Regions from separate parts of the Zea mays genome. Here region 2 is linked to region 1. The links are chromatin contacts, called in public Hi-C maps. All regions are on one chromosome and are shown on one strand. The core of a region is the stretch at or near the end of the contact, and the rest is flanking DNA. Distances in the headings are between cores, read along the strand shown.

What was found. A called contact is a pair of places that touch in the nucleus more often than the background predicts.
Region 2: a Hi-C map of leaf shows a contact between it and region 1, with 2.8 times the contacts expected there. The contact joins the promoter of LOC100191351 here to the promoter of LOC100284501 in region 1. A contact is called at or near these places in 2 of 25 Hi-C or Micro-C datasets (leaf and tassel).

What each region holds. Positions count from the first base shown.
Region 1 is chr2:223,019,452-223,022,515 of Zm-B73-REFERENCE-NAM-5.0, forward strand. LOC100284501 (histone-arginine methyltransferase CARM1) reads left to right here and starts at 1,803. Exons shown (of 15, transcript NM_001412942.1): 1 at 1,803-2,217; 2 at 2,405-2,476; 3 at 3,058-3,064. The coding sequence starts at 2,032.
Region 2 is chr2:223,275,559-223,278,778 of Zm-B73-REFERENCE-NAM-5.0, forward strand. LOC100191351 reads left to right here and starts at 1,911. Exons shown (of 7, transcript NM_001136785.1): 1 at 1,911-2,579; 2 at 2,980-3,057; 3 at 3,151-3,220. The coding sequence starts at 2,130.

The DNA of each region.
Region 1 (3,064 bases), core at 553-3,052:
CTGGGACAAAGAATGCCTAGGCCTTAATCAAGGCCAGGCGAGGGTCCGGAGCCGACACGTGTCCGGACCATACCATGTACACTTCTGCTCCCCGCTCAGGCGGAGACCCGATGCTGCCACATGGCCCACTGCCCGTGACATAAGCCAGCGGGCGGAGCCAGACGTAAGGCCTCTGGGCTGCACATTTATTGCAGAGGAAGTGCGCCGCCTATCAAGCTGGCAGGTGATGTGCCGCATCAGCATTAAATACGCCCTGTCTACTCCACTAACAAGCGATGTGCCGCCTTAGCATTTAATATGCTCTGTCCACTTTGTTGACGGGCGGCGGCCAAACCATCCTGCAGGCGGCGTGCCCGTCCGCTCCGGTGGCAGACAGTACGCCCGTGCTGCGGCATACACTATGCTCATCATCACTCGTACATGGCCAGTGAAGCTTCCGCTGCACGCCGATACTACGCAGGATGCGGATATCAGGGCGCAAGGAGATTGCACTAGCGATCAACATTAGTTGTTCCAAGTATTTCATCTGTTATGTCCCTGGGCCCGCATGTCGGGGCTCAGCACCCTTGTACGTGCCCCTTCAGCTATAAAAGGGGAGGCACGCAACGTTACGACACAAGCATACTTAGACCCAACTCAGGCTCACAAGTTCATACAAGCTCTATACATCACACAGTGGAGTAGCGTGTTACGCTCCGGCGGCCCGAACCACTCTAAATCCTTGTGTGTTCTTGTGTTCATTCATCGCTTAGGAGACAAGCAAAACACTTAGGCCCCTCCTCATCTTAGGATTTAGGGCGGGTGCATTCCGCCATCCGACTGGAGAATTCCCTCTCGACAACACCTACTCATCTCCCTTTAGACGACTTTTAATAGCAACATGTCGAGCAAACCTAAACCCTAAATAATTTGGCAAAATATAAGCACATCTTTCGGTAGTGGAATGTACTCACTAGGACAGAGTGGAGTGTGCTTATAGGCGACGCTTGAAAAATCGGCCGCCGGAGATGGAGATGAGGATTTCTCCCTTTGGTGGATTCGAGCTCCGGTTTAGATCCGGTGAGTGGCCACCAAGATGCATGGATCCACTTGTCAGGTAAGTAAAATGAAGAGTGTCGATGAAGGCCACGACTTAATTGACCCATTTTATGTTGGGAACATATCTGGTGCAAACTAATATATCTGTGCAACCATGTAAACTTCTATTATGGGCCGCATGATATTGATCCAAGGGATGCAGGGCTGCAGGGACGTGGATAATTTTACACTTAACTGCCCGCTGCTAATCACACTTTTTCAAATCCCCTCCCACTCCTCCGCTCATTCCCTTGGATCAACATTATGTGGTTATATAAGGGGTTGATTTGCACGGTTATACAAGGGGTTGATTTACACTAGATATGTTTTCTTTTATGTTAGGGCATGTACAGTGGAGAGACACCAAAACGGTTCTCCAAGCACAGGAGACAACTAAGAGACTCTATTGTACAATGGAGTGTCTATAAACGTAGTCTATTAATAAATACAAAATTAAATGTATTTGTATAGCATCAGATCGATAGAACAGACGACAAATTTGTACAGTGGGAAGTGAGGCGTCTGTTGTTACTTGGTTTACGAGCCAGAGGCGTCTCTTCACGGAGAGACGGCTCTAAGATTATTTTACAAATAACCCCCTAAAACACCTTAAGAGCCCCCACATTAAACACCACTGTACATGCTCTTATCAGGTGGAAGAGCGGTGGTAGAGTAACTTATTTTGCCAATTTTGTCTAGCGACCGACAGGCAAGCGCAAGCTTCTACTGACTATGGGCCCAACCGACCACGAACTGCTACGGGCTCCGGCGGCGTGTCCACGTCGTCGCCCGCAGAAAAGAAGGCTGGTGGTCGCCGCTGCACGCGGCCCAGTCCACCCACGAGTACAAACAGCGGCAGCTCGCCTCCACGCGAGCCAAGCGCCCGCAAAACCCTAGCCCCGCCCGCCCCAAACCCTAGGCGGCTACGGTCTCCGATCCCGGGGTCACGTCCTAATGGCATCTTCGCCGGACTTGTTCCCCAACGTTACCTTCTCCGACGTCTCCGAAGCCGCAGCAGGGCCTGCGGCCGAGGGGGCCACCGCCGCGTTCGGTCTCGGCGCCGCCACTGGAGCCCCGCGCCTCAGCCTCGTGAAGGCCGAGGCGGAGCCCACGGTCGAGATCGACCTTGCCGACGCGCAGGTAACCGCTGTGATCTCGGTGAATGTGATTTTGGTTCGTGGCGAAGCGGGAGAGGTAGCGAGGCAGTGTGTACGCGCTGTAATGCCTCTGCGGCTCTGCCTGTGTTTTGGCTTTGATTTGGCGTGGTTCTGGGGAGGTGCCCGCTGCTTTCGTACCTTTTGGGGAGTCACGCGCTTGGGTTTTGCAGGTATTTAAGTTGGGACCGACGGAGTGGCTGTGTGTGTGCGACGAGTCGGAGGCTAAGGATGGCGTGGAAGAGGTAATTTGTTATTTTTCTGTTTGTGCCTGGTCGAATTGCTTGCGATGACTTTGTGGAACTACAGCTTGTGTAGGCGTGTAGCATGGCAAGAGTATAGCATGTTGCATTGCGTTGCATTGCATCCTGTTTACGAAAAATGTTTCCTTGGCATATTTCCTTCCAAGCTCGCCTTACATTCGTATAAATAATATTTAATGCTTGATGTCTTGTAAAGCTGGAGTACAATGATCGATGCTTCGAAATCTAGTTGAGTGTAACTTCAACCTGAGTGGCAATAATGGATCGTACTTTTTACCCACTGCCTACAAGGGATTTGTCCCATGCTTTGAATTTTCGCTGAAGCATGAATTCGTTTGTCTTTACACTGAATTTCTTGAAATAGAATGTAAAATAGCCCTAAATGGTTACTATATTCTGACATGACAAAAAGCTCCATGTTTCAAACTCTATTACCATGCTTGCTGACCTATTAACAACTTATATGCGAATTTGAAGATCATTCTCTGTCCTTGTACAATAAAACTTTCTTGTAGTACGTATTAAATGGCTACATGTTAACTCTCAGTTCTTTGAGGCAGAAGTCATTTT
Region 2 (3,220 bases), core at 661-3,160, 260 kb after region 1:
TCAAGCTAAGCCCGACCGTTCTCGGTATCCTGGACTCCTGCAGCCCCTTCCGGTACCACAACATGCTTGGCAGGCGATTTCCTTAGATTTCATTGAAGGATTACCACGGTCCGGGGTCTACAATACAATATTGGTGGTTGTGGACAGATTGTCCAAGTATGCTCACTTTGTGGCAATGCATCATCCTTTTACAGCACTGAAAGTTGCCAAGATTTTCATGACATCGGTATACCGTCTCCATGGCATGCCTGAATCCATTGTGTCTGATAGGGATCGAATATTTACCAGTGCGTTATGGAAGGAGCTGTTTCAGTTGTCAGGTACATGCCTCCATATGAGCTCTTCATACCACCCCCAAACGGATGGACAAACTGAGCGGGTAAATCAGTGTGTGGAGACATATTTGCGCTGTTTTGTTCAATCTTGTCCCTCCAAATGGTCTTCATGGCTTCCAATGGCTGAGTATTGGTATAATTGCTGCTTCCATACTTCTCTGGGTCGGTCTCCTTTCGAAGTATTGTATGGCCATTCTCCTCGGCACTTTGGTCTGTCAGTTGATGATTCGGTGAACCATGCTGATCTTAAGCTCTGGCTGTCTCAACGTGAGCTCATGTTACGAGCTGTGCAACAACATCTTCTTCGGGCACAGCAACGAATGAAGAATCAGGCTGATAAGCGTCGGTCCGAACGCGAGTATCAAGTGGGCGATATGGTGTATTTGAAGCTGCAGCCTTATGTTCAGACATCTGTGGCTGTGCGTGCTAATCACAAACTTGTTTACAAGTACTTTGGTCCGTTCGAAATCTTGCAGCGCGTGGGGAACGTTGCTTACAAGTTGAAACTTCCTGAGTCGGCTGCAGTTCATCCTGTGTTTCACGTATCTCAGCTCAAGCCCTCTCTTCATCCCAGGCATTTGGTGAGCAGCTCTCTTCCTGTTGTTCCGGATGCAATACGTTTTCCGGTACAAGTCATCCAGCGACGTGTGATTGCTCGTGGAGGAGCTCAAGTGCCGCAGGTGCTGATAAGGTGGTCAGGTTGTGATGCTGCTCTTGACACTTGGGAAGATGAGTTCGACGTTCGTCGCCGGTTTCCTCGGGCAGCCGCTTGGGGACAAGCGGCAAATCAAGACCAGGGGAATGTCAGTATTCAGACTGACGAAGCTGACGATGGCGCCAAGAAGACTGATATTCAGAAGGCAAAGGAAGTAGTTCTGGGCCAACGTGTGCGACGGCCCAATGTTCGTTATCCTAAGGAGATGTGGTCCAGCTAGACGGCCCATGTGGTCGTTGTAACAGTAGCAGGATAAAGGCAATAGAATGTTTCAGAAACAGGAGAAAAAGGATAATAGAATCGTATTCCAGTCTTCTCTTCTGCCTCGTGTTTCTTCCTCTTCTACGTAGTCCTAGCTGTAGCAGCCGAAGGCGTGTAACATCCGCCGCCATGGCTCCAAGCTCCATCATCCAGATGGCGAAGAAGAAACACGTGGCACCCCAAGAACGACGAAGAAGAAACACGTAGCACGGAGCTGTTGAGATGACCTCGCCGAAGCCGCCGGCGAGCAGGCCGCCGACGGGATGCACCTGCAGAAGCAAGCCGACCACGACCGCATGGAGCCGGGATGGACATACTGCGGTAGGCGACTTTTGAGAAGTGTTGACGAAGCCAGCGTTGATGAACTTATCCTGCGAACCGAGGATGGAGAAATCCAAGATGCATCACTAGCACGGGTCCTGATTGTATTGCCTACGGATTCAATGTTAAAACAGATGAGTATCTTCCGATCACGACATGAACGACTTCGAGCTAGCTTGCCTTAGTTTACAAACAAAAGACAGTCCCGCCAAGCATTGTCGAATCGAAGCCACGAGCACAAAATATACACGCATCATCTGATCATCTCCCTCAGAATCAGAGCCGATTCGTCAGCACGAGGTTCATCAGCGGAAAAATAATCATCATCTCCGCAATTCTGCTTAAAGTCGACTGACTGAAGATTGCAGAGGATGCGAGTAGAGTAGTGCACCATTTTTATTTTGTCATCTTCAGACTTCAGTAACATAACAGAAGCGTCAGAGGACTGAGGTCTGAGCCTCTGAGGAGGGGGAGGGAGAGGGACAGAGCTACAGAGGATGCTACGCCTGCGGTTCCGGCCAGCTCCCCTGTCACTGAAGCTGGCCTTCACCGTCTCCCTCGCCGTCTCCTTCTCCGTCTCCTGCTGCGCCTCCTCCTCATACTCGTCCCGCACATCATCCAGATCGCCGCAGGCCGTAGCCGCGGACCTCCTCTCCGTGCTCGCCGGCCCTCGCGCCGCGGCGCGGGTACCGGCGGCGGAGGCCTCGCGGCTCCGCGCCTGCCTCCGGTTCCTCGCCCCGGCCAACCCCACGGCCCAAAAGGTCTCGTCTTGGAGCCGCGGAGGCCCCCGGAAGTTCCTCCTCGATGGTTGCGATGCGGGGGCGGCTGAGGCGGACGAGATGGTGATGTGGCCGCCGGCCCCGGTCTTGGACCTGGCGCGGCTGGCCGTTGACTCCGGAGGCGATCCCGGTGCCATCCACCGCGCGCTCGACCCAACAATGCTGCCGGTGAGTGTTTATGCTCCGCTCCGACTCCCCTTGTTACAAAGGGAAAATTAAAAGGTTTGGGTGAGGATGCAAAAATAATTATCTAGAGTGTAGCAAGAAATGATTTAGTTTCGCTTTGGGTTTAGTGATCAGAAGCTGGGGTTGGCCATGTTCTGACTGTTATGTTATGTTCTGGCTAACGGCTTTGGCTTTGCTTTCTCCTTATAGTTTCTAATATCATAAATTATGGTATCCTTGAGTTACATTTTATGACAATTTCAAGTAATTCGTTGGTGTACATACACACAACACTGGTCTAAGTCCTTGACACTAGGTTTTATGATCACGCATTAGGATTATTAGTAACCAGGACTGGACTATGGCTCTTTTTACTGCCTAATTAAATCGATCATTGCAATAGGTGCCAGATGTTGAGGGTTCCCAGAAGAATAAATGCCATCTCACAAGAACACCGTATGGGAGGCGCTTTGCCAATGAGGTCCTGATTTAGCTCAAATCATGTTTGAATTTCCTTATAATCGTGGGCTGGGCATTCTGTTCACGTGTTTTGCCCACTTTGTGTTGCTAACAGGAGATCAATTCATATTTTGCATTCTTGTTCGAATTGATTGTGGCACGGGCACCTTCGGTTGGATTAAATG